Linked DNA regions of Mus musculus: region 2 is linked to region 1. Evidence: chromatin contacts called from public Hi-C data. All regions are on one chromosome and are shown on one strand. The core of a region is the stretch at or near the end of the contact, and the rest is flanking DNA. Distances in the headings are between cores, read along the strand shown.

The links. Hi-C and Micro-C count contacts between places; a contact is called where the count stands out from the background.
Region 2: a contact with region 1 is called in a Hi-C map of rod photoreceptor, with 4 times the contacts expected there. The contact joins two enhancer-like sites. A contact is called at or near these places in 6 of 15 datasets of contacts at CTCF or cohesin (embryonic stem cells, large pre-B cells, liver and 2 more), 67 of 484 Hi-C or Micro-C datasets (the AML12 cell line, B cells, the C2C12 cell line and 32 more) and 7 of 115 datasets of contacts at active chromatin or transcription factors (astrocytes, embryonic basal ganglia, epiblast stem cells and 4 more).

The regions. Positions count from the first base shown.
Region 1 is chr13:90,963,208-90,969,936 of GRCm38.p6, reverse strand. All of the region lies in intron 5 of Atg10 (autophagy related 10), which reads left to right. Among named protein-coding and RNA genes, the nearest start is that of Gm46434, 35 kb to the right of the region's middle. Within about 2 kb of position 2,301, at least 26 of the 459 cell types and tissues checked have an H3K27ac peak or open chromatin away from gene starts, as enhancers often do. A contact at or near this core is called in rod photoreceptor, where this site is marked.
Region 2 is chr13:91,688,171-91,695,349 of GRCm38.p6, reverse strand. Ssbp2 (single-stranded DNA binding protein 2) reads right to left here. Exons shown (of 17, transcript NM_024272.4): 13 at 6,484-6,554; 14 at 4,412-4,490; 15 at 2,291-2,319; 16 at 1,233-1,331. Among named protein-coding and RNA genes, the nearest start is that of Gm22778, 31 kb to the left of the region's middle. Within about 2 kb of position 5,314, at least 15 of the 459 cell types and tissues checked have an H3K27ac peak or open chromatin away from gene starts, as enhancers often do. A contact at or near this core is called in rod photoreceptor, where this site is marked.

The DNA of each region.
Region 1 (6,729 bases), core at 1,052-3,551:
TCTTTATAGCCTTAGACAGCTAGTACAGGTAAGACATGCTAAAGCCATAGACCACTGAGAGATTATAAAGAGAGATGTTTTAAAAACAGGCTCTTTAAATTTTTATTTAATTTTAGTCTGTGTGTATGGGCGCTTTGCCTGCATGTTTGTATGTTTGTACAGTACCTGCAGAGTCCAGAAGAAGACATGGGAATCTCCATTCAAAGTGGAGTTTGAATGACTGTGTGCATTCTAGGAGGCAAACCCAGGTCCTTTGGAAGAGCACCCAGTGCTCTTAACTGCTGAGCAATTTCCCCAGCCCCTAAATAAGTGTTTAGTTTAATTAGAACACAACACTTTCTTTCTTCCCTTTTCTCCCTTTTCTCCTTCTAGTCCTGCCCGGCCACCCTCCTTTGAAGCACTCCTGTGTCTCCTACTCTCCAGTTTATAGCTTCTTTTATTATTGTTGTTAACATACATACGTATGTATACAATTCGTATGTATGTATGTGTATGTCTAAATAATACAGTGTAGTAAGATCATTTTTGGTGTGTGTTTGTGTGTGTGTGAACCACTCTGTACTGGACAACCAATAAGGGGGCTCATCCCTGGGAGAGGCTAATTTTCCTCCCAGAAGACATTAGTTGGCTGTAGTTAGAAGAGACTTTATTGTGAACTGAAGTGGAGAGAATTTTTCAGATAGAAAGACCGGCACAGCAGTAAGAAAATGCTAGCTAGCCATAACAGTTGCAATAGGAATATACAGTGTGGGCAAAGCCAGCCTTCTCTAACTGGGACAGCATAGCTGTGAGGATGAGCAGCAGCAGCTCGGGTTGGGAGAGTATGAGCAACACAGAACCTTTGTGGTTGTGTTTGCCAGCAGGATGTTTAGGGCTTAGATTATGCTTTGGTATGTGGTAGGTACACACCGAAGCCTTCTCTCTGTTCTGTGATTAGGCATACTCTAAAAGACGGTCTGGAAAAGTTGTCTGGACCAAGTTACAAGAAAAACAGAGACCTTTGCAGTTGAGACTTTATCATGTAGGTATAGATTTTTAGCCAGGCAAACCCCAAATCTATTAATCAGGCATTATCCTGTGACGCAGAGCTCTGATTGGTTGTTGACAGAGATTTATGTTCCCAAAATGATTGAGCAAGGGATGATATCAGGTTAGCATTTGAGTTTCTGTAGTGAATGAAAACGGAGAAAGAATGAAAAGCCTGAACTAGAGCCGGCTGGAGGAGAGATGCTCGCCAGAGTTCATTTTGGGACTAACTTCCAATAGGTGAAAAGAAATGGGAGTGTTTGGTGGAAGCTGTGCTTTGGGTGGGGGTGGGGGTGGGGGTGCTGAAAGATGCTTTGGAGAATTAAGGGGTCAGAGCAATGAAGTGAAAGGAGATTTCAAAACAGTCCTTCAGTGAAAGTGAACTTCTGAGCCTCTGGAGGTGTTCATCTGAAAGGCTCTTCCTGTCACTATGGGGAGTTGGTGTCTCTGGAGGTCTTGAGTAGACAGAATGGGTTGTTCACTTGAGTTAAAGAAAAAGGTCTGTGTCTGTTGTCAGCTGTAAAACTAAAGGAATGCGAAAGTTAGATTTTTCAAAATTACATGGTTTAAACTTTTTGTTTTATGCATGAAAACTGATATTTCTACAAATATGTGGGTGTCACCACATAGCAGATATGCAGATGTTTAGTCAACTGACACAATAATTGAGCCCTGTACTTGTTCAGTATGAAAATGTACCAAGTAAAAGACTCCAAGATTTGTGAATTTAAGAAATAGATTTCCTCATTGCCAGTGCAAAGTAGTTTGGCTAGATCATATTTGAAGGAGAATGTTGTAATCTTAAAAACTACCATACCAGCTAACTATTACAGTGCCCCTCAGTTAATGCAAAGACATGAGAGCTATAGCATTAGAGGAGCTTTTTGCTCATGTTTGCCTTTGAATCACGTGAGTCACTAGGGAAGACGAACATCCTGGGTTTTAAGTTGACCGTACCCACATGTTTGTGAACCTTCACAGCTGGAAGGCAGTATGAAGACGGCATTGTGGCAAGGAGATGCTTTCTTATAAAGAAAAGCACTTAGCTTTTCAAGCAGATTCCAGATTAGCCAGCTGTTGCTTCCTAGACAGGCCACAGGAGTCTAGAACCAATGACGTTGGCTTCTCTATTGAGGGGGAAGATGTGGTGGTTGTAGCACTGGCTGTGGTCTCCATCTCCTTAGCTTATGTCAGCCTGTCACAGCCGGGCTCCTTCTCTGCCTGTTTCTCCTCAGCAGCAAGCCTAGCATCCATGCCTACAGTGTGGTGGATGGCTCTCTGGCGGTCTCTGCTGGCGGATGTTCTACATGTTTCCAGGAGGAACAGCCCAAGACTGACTCTATTAGAGAATTTTGAAAAAAAAAAAAGTGTAAATACATAAATAACAAATATACTAAAGTTCCCTGTTGTGAACCTAAGTGAAGTTTTAACTTGTAGCTATAACTCTGAAGCAGACAATGTGTACAAGCATCTTTGAGTGTGCACATAATGAATGTATAGCCCTGTTTCTTGGTTGAAGGGAAGAAATTAATCATTTAAAGTCAATTCATGGTATGTGTGCATGTGTGTGTTTAAGTTCTTAAAGCTCATATGTCTCTAATTTTTCTAGCAGGCACTTTTCAGCATATGTCAGCATGTTTGTAGGTTTTCTCATTGTTTTTGTTAGCATTTAGATTGCCAGCAAGCCTTCAACCTGAGCATTAAATCTTTTAATTATTATAGTCATTGATGGCCATATTTCCAGATTACAATCTTCCATGAACAGATGAATTGGAGATATTGATTTGTTATATTAAAGAGAACTAATGTGTGTGTTTCCATGCATATATTAGCATATTGCATCAGAGATCATGTCTCATCTCTTTCCCATTTTTTTTTCATTTTAATTCTTGATAGAGCATGTATAATCAGTGAAATAAGCATCATCCATTAGTGAGCTTGGTCTTCCCTGAAGTATTACTATGCTAAACAATCCTATTACCAAAGCATTATTTTGATAGTTTATTAAAAGTCCTGCAGCTCTCACATTGCTATACTCAAACACAGCTTTATGCAATTAAAGTTATAATAGGAACTTTATTACAATGATATATAACTTGTATCACCCTAATAAAAGTTCCTGTACACAGCGATGCTTTAATAATGCTGTTTCTGTAACACTGCTTCCTTCGTAATGGGGACTTCTCTCATGGCAACTTCATTATTAGGAAATGATCTCAGTAATAGAAATGCAAATACAGATTTTGAAAGGAGCGTTGTGTGCACGGCTCCATTATTGACCTGCTGTCTTCTCATGCATTGCATATCATCATTATAAGCCAACCATGTAGATTATAGTTACGATTACGGCCATGCTGTTACAGTTTAGCATTCGTGTCATTCCAGGGAAACACTGACTGCCATTTTAAGATGAAATTTGGGAGTTAAAATTATTTAAATTTTAATTAAAATTAGAATCAAAAGCATTAAAAATGACTTACAAAACTTTCTCTGATTTTTATTGTATCATAGATAGAGGAGACATCGGCCCTTAAAATGGGGTGTTCCCTTGATGTTCTCACCGTCTTCTCAATAGATGTATGAGAATAATGCTTTAAGGGAAAGAATTTCTGTATCTCCTACTTTCGTAGATACCCGCTCAAACAATCTGACTGACTGTGGAGACACTTGAAGTAGAGATTTTCCCTTCCAATCCCCGCCCCCTGCCCTTTAGCCTTTGCTCATACCAGGGCACTGAACAGAGTAACGTGGCAGCTTCATTTATGGCACCCATGTCCCAGATCTAAGTATTAGAGAGCAGAGGAGATAGGTATGTGCCTCCGATATGGAGACAGAGAGTCTCCGAGGAGTCATCTCAACTTTCTTCTCCTTACTCTACATCTATAAGATGGGGATAATAATAGTAGGATAGTGAAATGAGTCTAGTGATTTATACACACATGAAAAACTGTGCTACATAGAAAATATTTACGTACTGATGAAAGTCCATATAAGTATGCCGGAATACTTATATATGCTATATGATGCGGTTACTTGTAACTTCAAAAATTACTTTTGCTTTGTAATTTTTATTAAATTTTATTAAAATTTTATTTATTAAAATTTAAATATATTTGTTATTTCAGTCATCTAAGTACTAGTGAAAATTTTATTGAGAACTAAATCAGATACCCAATGTAGTATTTTCTGAAATTATCACAGAGAAATATAAAACCCTGTTCTCCATATATATCTGTTTTTAGCTTTACATAAAGATCAATAAAATGATTTTAAGCATAAAATATACATTATGATAAAAAGCAGGATGGAAATATGACAGAAAGAAAAAATAAAATTTCCAAGTATTTCTATGTTTTTCAGTGAATAATGGTGGGTATTTATTTTCAGTTGAACACATGTCAGAGAGTTATGCGATAGTTTCATTTATGATCATCAGTTTTACAGTACACTGAAAATGACATGTATATACTATCTAGGTACACACACACACACACACGCACATATACACACACACACACACACACACACACACACACTATGCTTCATGATGAAAGTTCGGATGCTACCTTGTTTGTAGGTAAATTTTATGTCAGCATATCGAATATACAGTTCCGTAGGTTGATATTTAGACTTAATATTCCTGTTTCAATTTTTTGTTATATTTTTGTTTTTATTATTGTTTGTGTGGGGGTTGTGCAGTCAGAGGGCACCTGGTCAGTTCTCACCTTCTACTGTGTAGTTCCAGGGATCGAACTCAGCTGGTCACACCTAGTGGCAAGCTCCTTTAGCCTCTGAACCATCCCACCAGCCACTTCTTTAATATTTCTCTTCAGACCCTTTGCAGGGTAAATAGATTTTTTTTCCTGAGGGGTATGTTAACACTCTTGCCATATTAATACCAATCAATGCAGGAACTCAGGCAAATATGAGCTTTAGTTAATTTGATTTTCTATGTCCTATTTCCATGGCCCTTTGAGATTCAAACAGCAGCTTGTAGAAGACTCGTGCCAGAAAATGCAAGCCCATTCTTAGAACATAGAGCCTTGAAACATACTGCTTTTGAAAAGTCTGACTCTTGCCCTGTCCAGTCAGGAAGAGCACTGTACTTTATAAATTTACAAGCATTTTAGACAGTCAGACCCACCCCAAGCACAACCCTCCTCCCTCTGTTATTTTGCAACAAGTCAATTATTTCTCGGTTTGCATCCCGTGGCCAGGTCAAAAGTGGCGTAAAGCCAAAGCTGGTTGCCTAGGGCTTTATGAAAGATTCTATGCACTGTTGATATGAAATATTTCAAAGTTGCAATATTAAGACAGTGTTACTTTAAAATAAGCAGGGATTGGAATGCAATTTGTACCAGGGCAACAAAAGTTAACTGAATCTTCTTATAAAGGGATAGGCAATACACATATTCCTACTGTCTTAACACAGTCATAAATGTTATTCTAAGGAGATAAGCCATAAGGAATATATATATGCACAACATATAATAATATAAAACTGGAAAATCATCCAAATGTTTCATTGTGGTATACACTGTGATTTAGTAACAAGATGGCATATTATGTAGGGGAAGTTGCAATGACCATTCACAATAAAGAATAATATATGTGAAATAATATTAAGAAGTAGGATGTTTTGGTCAGAAACATATTCATTGGCTGTGTACATAACTATTACGGACCAGTAAGTAGATCGGTAAAGACTCCTGGGTCTGAGGCTGCATGGAACTTGACTGTTCAGTTTGGAAGGAGAAAAGAATGGTCGGCTTAGCCTCTACATCAGGCTCCATCTCATGATTGAATACACAGAGCCCATGTCTTTCCTGTACCAGTCTTCTTTCAGGACCCTAAACTCTTCTGCGTTTCTAGGCTTTCTTGTGTAGAGACGCCAATGAAACCAAAATTAATGAAAATCAGTTCTTAAAATTCAACAGAGATTACTCTGATGAAATAAAGTGATTGTGAAGTGAGCTGAGGTTCTACTTGTATCTTTACAGCATTCTTGTTATTACCATTACTATTTTAATATTTTTATTTGACACAGGGTTTTACTTTGTAGCATAGGCCAGCCTTGAGCTTGCAATCTACCTGCCTCATGATGGAGGCCTGTGGTCCCTCTCCAGAGTAAGAGGTCTTCTTCAAGTTTGAGGCTAGCCTAGGCTGCATAGTGGGGACCCTGTCTCAGGAGTAGAGAGGAAGGAAGAGGGGAAGGAGAAGAAACTGTGACCTTTGACTTACGCGTCAGTGCAATCCTTTACTTACTTGCTTCCAAAATACTCACAGTTGTCTCAAAAGCCCTAAACTTAAAACTCCCCGTGATCCTATTTCTGTAGCCTGGACTCTGACCCTGTCACGCTTCAGCTGTGGGTGGCATTGCTTCTGCTACCTTGTTTCTGATTGTTAGTAGTCAGGAAACTGGGAACATACTAACCTCCCTGAGCTCAGATATTTACCTAACAGCTTTCATTATTAGAAGGGGTTGCATAGTCGCTGCAATGAATTTATCACATCCCAGGGAATTTTCTTCTTGGAGTGTCTTTGAGAGAGCTTCTAAAGAGAAAAACTAATTTTAGCTCAACAAAATCCCCAGGAACGTGCTCCAAGGAAGGGGGGTGGGGGCGGGGGAGCATCTTATTATCAGAATGGGGTGAGAAGCAGGAGGAGCCACATAATTGCCAGGAGCCTGAGCTCTAAGTGGTT
Region 2 (7,179 bases), core at 4,065-6,564, 720 kb before region 1:
ATGGTCCTAAAATAATGCCTCTTGTAATCTCACATGTGGCTTAAACCCTGAGCTGTCTCCTGATTTTTCTTGCTTACTCACTGATGGCTAGGCTATCTCATGTAATTTTATCTACCTTCTTTGTCCTACTAATCATATAAAGCAAATTAGAGAGCAGAAGAAAAAAAAACCCTTTTTCTAGCCTACATTCAGGGGCAGCCTCATTTCTAATGGAGACTATAGGTTGAGACCAAGAAGCAAAGGAATCCACAGAACATCAAACTCTGGACTCCATGTTGGGCATCACTCTGCACTAAAGTCGAATGCTATTAGCCGTGATGTCCACCTCCAGACCTGGCAGCTTTGGCAAACGCTGAGTCAGACAGCATGGTGGCAAGCATGTGTGCCTTTTGTCCTGACAGATCCATGGGTCATACACTGATAAAGCTCACTTGGGCTCTGCAACATTTGTTTTCTAATCCAGCTCAGTGGTCCCAGCACAGAGCAGCCCCCGAAATTCCTAACTAGCCCTTTTCATCACCCTGCCCAGCCTGACTCCCAAAAATTCTGAGTCCATTGGGTTTAGAAGGAGATCTAGGAAACTTAAAAGAAATCCTTGAATGTTTCTGGAGTGAAATAAGAGTTAAATGTTACTGCATTACTCTTTGAGCGGGGCAGCATCTTGCCTCTGTAGTCCTTCTAGTGTGTATATACTGCCCTGGCACATATAAATGGTTATAAGCTGTTTGCCAAATAAACTTTATAATTTCACCTTTTGTTCTGTATACATCTATGGAGATAACTTATAACCCTAAAACTTTAAAAATGCCACAAGTTTTAAGCTCAGGCTGACAAGACCACCAATGTGACCCTCACTTCATCAAAGCCAAAACACATGTAGATTATTGCCCGTCTTACTATGGCAAAATCAAGGACAGATCTGACTTTGCAGTGACCTACACATTTTGCGAGAAGGTAGGTATTTCACACTACAGAGGTACTGCTTTCCATCTGATTCATGACAATGAATGTCTTCTAGGAGGAAATCCGTAGTGTAGGTTGGGTAACTGCACATAAATAAAAAGGCCCCAAGGATCCCTTTTTTCATAAAATTGCATCTGAAGATTCTTTTGGCTTTTAGAAGATCAACATACTGAACACTTTATACACAGCGATAATGGAGGTCTGACATTTATTCTGGTAGGAGAGCTCTAGATTACCTGTACATAGCAACATGGTCAAGGGGTACTTACACTCTCACTCTGAAAAGGATTTAAGAAATTTCCCCCCATTTCACCGTCATCCCTTGGAGTGCCCGGCTGGTTACTCAGGCTCATATTATTGGGAGAATTCTGTAAATAAGGTTCAGAAAAGAAGTCATTGTTGAAGGTTTTCATTTCCCTCCTGCATTGTAGTGTTTCAAACATCGAATGTACAGCAGCGGCGATGGCAGCAGCAGCAGCAGCAGCACCATCTAAGGACAAAATGTGATGCTAACTGGCGTCTTCCTCACATTCTAGGTCACACTATGAAAACAAGCGACCCCTCTGTTTTCTTCCTCCCAGAGTCAATGTTTATGCAATCCCTCACTCTCAGCTTATAGACTTTCAAGAACAGCAGAGAGTTAAAAATAAAGACGTTTCCCAGCAGGAGGCTGATGAGGAGAGCCTGCTCGTGGATAAGGCATGGAGGAGTTTAACTCCCTTAGTATTTTACTAATCAAACTTTGAAAGGTCATTGCTTTACTAGATATTTCCCTTTAATTCTCTGTGCACATTAGAGGTAACACAACTTCAATTATTTTTGTGTGAGTTGTAAGGGAGAAAAGAAGGTCATCAGGAAAGAGAGAGACACCTTAGGACTGGGAAACTGTGCTTTCAGAAAAGAATGGGGGACCAGCAGACTGCAGGAGATGCATCTTACCATTAGTTTAACAGGGCAGTTCCTATGCAGTTTCTCCAAGACAGAGCAGCTGCTCTTAGCAATCCACATAGTTAGCAGGGCCTTTGTAAAACCCTTCTGAAGTTTGCTTGCCTTAACACTACGTGTACTTTAAACTATGCATGATAGCCATGCCAATAGGAAATTCAGAATGACATATAAGTCATGTTTATACAGCCCTGCAATGGAGACTCAAAGAAGTATTTCAAGTTATAATTAATTGAGTTTAAAAACATTCAGGACAAAACACTTATTTTTGAATGGAAAAAAGATTTTTAGATTACTTTGCTCTGAACCATATGGCTTATATTTTGGTTTGGAATTAAAAAAAAATACTCAGACCATTTTGATGTACTACAGCATTACTCACCTTGGAAATACTGTCCATATCTCCTGAGCCTGGCAAAGTGTGAAAAGACACCGTCATTAGGGGAGAGCATGTATAAGGAAACTACTGAAGGGGAGTGAGCTGCCTCCAACAGCCCAAGCCCAGCAGCTGCTTCCCATCACCTGAATCCTAACAGCAGGCGCAGAGGAAGAGCTACAGACCCCTGGGAGACCATTAGAGAGACCATCTACATAAGACCACGGCATAATTAAAACATTTAAATGTTCATATAATACATACAGATATATATCTTTTAATGAAAATGATGTTGTAAATCTGATACAATTTAAGACAGACATTTCTAGGTGTATTTAACAATATTCTAAACCAGATATCAAAAACTATTTCATTAATATGAAAAATAGATAGCACTCCATATACACAATAGAAATAGAAACCAAACATACCTTTAAGATATGCTACATTTTAATTTTGATTCTTGAGAAACATGGGCAATGGAATTATACACTGAATAATAATTCTAACTTTGTCATAAAATCAGTTTTATTTTGAACTATTTTATTCTTAACAATTTCAATCTTAGTGCACTATTAAAATAGTGTGAACTATTTTAACCTTAGTGTGAAATGCTGTAACATTTTAATATAACAACATTTACTGAACAGCATAATTAACATGAAGGTTTAGCATGACTTACTTGTGAGTAAAAAGGTCCAACATTGTTACACATGCACACATGCATACTGTTACGTGTTAATAATTACAATAATGTTCACTGCAGAGAATAACAAACTAGCTGCCAACCATTATGAAACTCTTCTGGATGTTTCACTCTAGCAATAATGTGACCAAAGCCTTCTAACTAGGACCAAACATTCTCTTCTTTCACTAATTCTCCAACTTGACAGATTGAGAGTAACACATTTTGCAATACACTGAAAAACCAAATTCTGTAATAGTGCTGTCCAATTGAACATTACAAGAAGACGGCTATGTTTCTCTGAGATGTTCATTACAGTAGCCAGTAAAATTATGTGTGCCTACTGTATACAGGGATGTGTCAGTGTGCCTGGGGACTTGAATGCTAAATTCTAACTTTAAATTAAATAGCTATATGTGCCTATTGGCTACTAAATATGGAAAGCATATACTGACGAGAGACATGTCCTCTTATTCTCCTGGTGCAGACCCTTCATGTAAACAAAAATAAATGAAGCCAAACTTTGAAGTCTAGGAAAAATAAATATAGGTCCTTAAAAGCACAAAAGCCTATCAATGTATTGCAAATCATTTCTGAAATGAGTAATGCAGACTTTCAGAGACCGGAGGGGCTGCTGCTGACCTTGAGTGTGGGAAGGAAATCCCAGGGGAGCAGAACTGCATGAGCACAGCTTGGGCAACAGACGTGAAAGGCTCTTTCACAGCCTCGGCCCACTTGACAAGCTTTCAGACTAGCGTATGAGCACTAGCACATTGGTTTTATACCCTCTACCCAGGAACACCATGTGCTAGGAGACCTAGGCAGTTTGTTTTACTTTTCTCTACATCTGATCATTGTAAATATTTTGTTCACCTTACACATATATGGCTCCATACGTTAACAGTGCACCGTACGTGAAATATGCTGTTAACTGCTGGTATACCTGAGCTTGGCTCTATCCTGAAGGCAGGTGCAGATCATGGTCTCACAAGAGAATTTGTAGTATTATCAAAGCTAGCTGCTAACTTTATTTTAAAATGAGGCAAACATTAAAATACACAACAAAACTAAGAAATTATCATCAGAGCTGGTTTCTCTGATATTATGCTCACAGTCTGGAGCTAAAAGCCCCTGTGAGAAGGGCAGAGAGGCCCTCTGCTCTAGGCAGCTCTGCACATGCTGAGTGGAGAACAGAAGTTCTTTGGCCACAAGACACTTAACACTGTCTTAGGTTAGTATTGATACTCATGGGGCCAAACTCCACAGAACAACTCTCACACTCCTGATTCAAATGTTCTCCAGTTCTCTTAATCAATACCCTATGGATTACACCTCCATTCTAATGACATGGAAGAGCTCTGCAGACCATAATACCCATGGACTAAAATTAACATTTTATTTTTAATTTATTCTATCCATTTAACATAAAAGCCGAGCCTTACCTAAAGAGCCGTTCATGTGATGGGACTCCATTCCTCCTAATCCACCCATAGGACCATCTGATCCAGGGCCCATTGGAAACTGTTTTTAAAAATGAAGAAGTAATTGTGACCACATGGAAAATGACTTTAACATTATTAACATTACAGATTGTCCTGGCTTATGTCCAGGTTTGGAGACTCCAGGATACATTTGCGGGCTGTGGTTTCTTTAACCGTCTTTCCCTGTCTCTCTCTCATCTCTGTTCTGGATGCTAAGGCTAGTCTTTTCAGTCCACTTTTTTCTCTCAAGGGAAGAAATATGGAAAGCTATACTGAGAAGAAGATCAGCGTTCTCCGCTTGAGAGAAATTTCCTCGTATTTTCTTGGTTCAGTTCTTGAGAAGCTGCAGATGCTATTGGCCTCTTATAAAGAACATCTGTGTTGAACCATGATGGCTGTATCTACTCTTCCTTAGAAAGGAATATAGCACTGTTTGAATGGGCACAGGGAACCGTCTCATTTTGCAGGGCAAACACATTTACCTAGTGAGAGCTGACTATCACTAACTCTCCTCAGTCACATGTGCCATTTCAGCTCAGTGCAGGTGCTCTACAGCAGCTCTCGTCACACCCGAAGCATGGGGTGGCCTCTTCTCACGCTGGGTAGAGCTGTGACTGAAGTTCCAGGTCAGTGGCCTTCCTTCCCCATGACTCCTCTAGAAGGATTCTGTGCCCAATCAAAGGTAGGTGAGTGATCTGAGACTTGAGCAAGCACCTACCGAAGTCAGCATTTTCTTTACTGCTCCCAAGCTGAAGTCCTAGTCCATCACATATGGACTGCAGTACTGACTACAGTGTGGCGATGGTTAAGAAGCGCACTAGCCTTCAGCACCAGAACAGATTAAGCAAGAAAGGAAGGGAGGGGGTAAGAGAAGGAGCTGGGAAAGAGAGGGCGGGGAGGGAGGAAAGAAGGCAGGCCGGCAGGCTGGATAGCTACTTAGGGGGAAAATCGATTCAGACTGGTGGCTGAATGCCACCAGCTCTGTGCAAACACGGCTGTCTTCTCCTCCTGTGAGGAACGGCTTCGGAGGAGCACAAGGTTGCTGATTATGACTAAGTGTCTACACAGACACATACAGGTAGGAAAGATGGCCAGCTGACAAAGGCACTTTCCACCAAACCTGAAAATCTGAATTCAATCCTCAGGATTCCCAAAGCAGATGGAGAGAACAAGTTGTTACAAGTGGTTTCTGTTAACTTCCATATGTATCCCATAGCACACTTACCAGTAGGAACACACCACAAACACACACACACACACACACACATACACACACACACACACACACACACACACACACACACACACTCACATGGGATACATACACACCACCAATGAGTGAGAAGCTGACTGAACTATTTTCACTCAGTTTTTAGAATGAAGCTGAGGAGTTAGATCTGTGAGCCCAACAGTCGTGAATGTGCTAGGTCCTGTTTTCTGTCTCTGCAACTATAATATTTTAAAAGACTCTAAGACTAGAGGAATGTAAGTTTTAATTACTGTACTGGCTGGTTTTGTATGTCAATTTGACAGAGGCTGGAGTTATCACAGAGAAAGGAGCTTCAGTTGGGGAAATGCCTCCATGAGATCCAGCTGTGGGGCATTTTCTCAATTAGTGATCAAGCGGGGAAAGGCCCCTTGTGGGTGGGACCATCTCTGGGCTGGTAGTCTGGGTTCTATAAGAGAGCAGGCTGAGCAAGCCAGGGGAAGCAAGCCAGTAAGTAACCCCTCCATGGCCTCTGCATCAGCTCCTGCTTCCTGACCTGCTTGAGTTCCAGTCCTGACTTCCTTTAGTGATGAACAGCAGTGTGGAAATGTAAGCTGAATAAACCCTTTCCTCCCCAACTTGATTCTTGGTCATGATGTCTGTGCAGGAATAGAAATTCTGACTAAGACAATTACCTTAACAGAAAAATGTCTTTGCTGTCTTTTTTCAGTTTTATCTATCCTGTGTATTTACATATAAGCATAACATTTATATTTATTTGGATCATTACTATATTGTAGTTCAAATACATTTAAAACATATTTACATTAGGTCTGTTAGGCCCAGGAGGTACTGCATTCATTAAAGTATACATGTTGTCTCCAGAATTAGTTGAATCTGAAACAAAACATGACATAATTAATATCTCCACAAAAGCCATAACAAAATAATAACTAAAGGTGATCCTAGCATACATAGAAACTAACAGCTAGATACACACCTGACATCATCATTACTAATGCAAACAAATACCTGGCAGTCATTTCTGACCCAGACTTTAGTGTTCTAAAGTCGTACATTACAAATGAGATGTATAAATATTTCAGTAATTTAAGTCAATTGAATATTACTTTAAAAAACAAACACTGCAATATTTTCTTTCATAAAACATGGATTGATTTTTACTCCATAAACAATAACATGTATACATATCAGACAATTTTAAAACTTCAAATTTAGTAGCTTTCTTAGATTTCCTATAGAAAAGAAAATTAAATTTTAGGATAAAGCTGGTAGAATATACTGACTTAATTTCAAAAGTGAGATTACAGCAAGACTAGAAAGACAAAGTGTCTTGCTTAAAGTTAAAGCCAGATTCCCCTACTGTCTTTCTCTCCTTTTAGAGATACTCTTGTTCTATGGCTTTGGCTAGCCTGAACCTCACTTGGTAGTCCAGGCTGGCCCTGAGTTCACAGTAATCCTCCTGTCTCAGTCTCCGAGTTACAGACATGAATGGCAACAC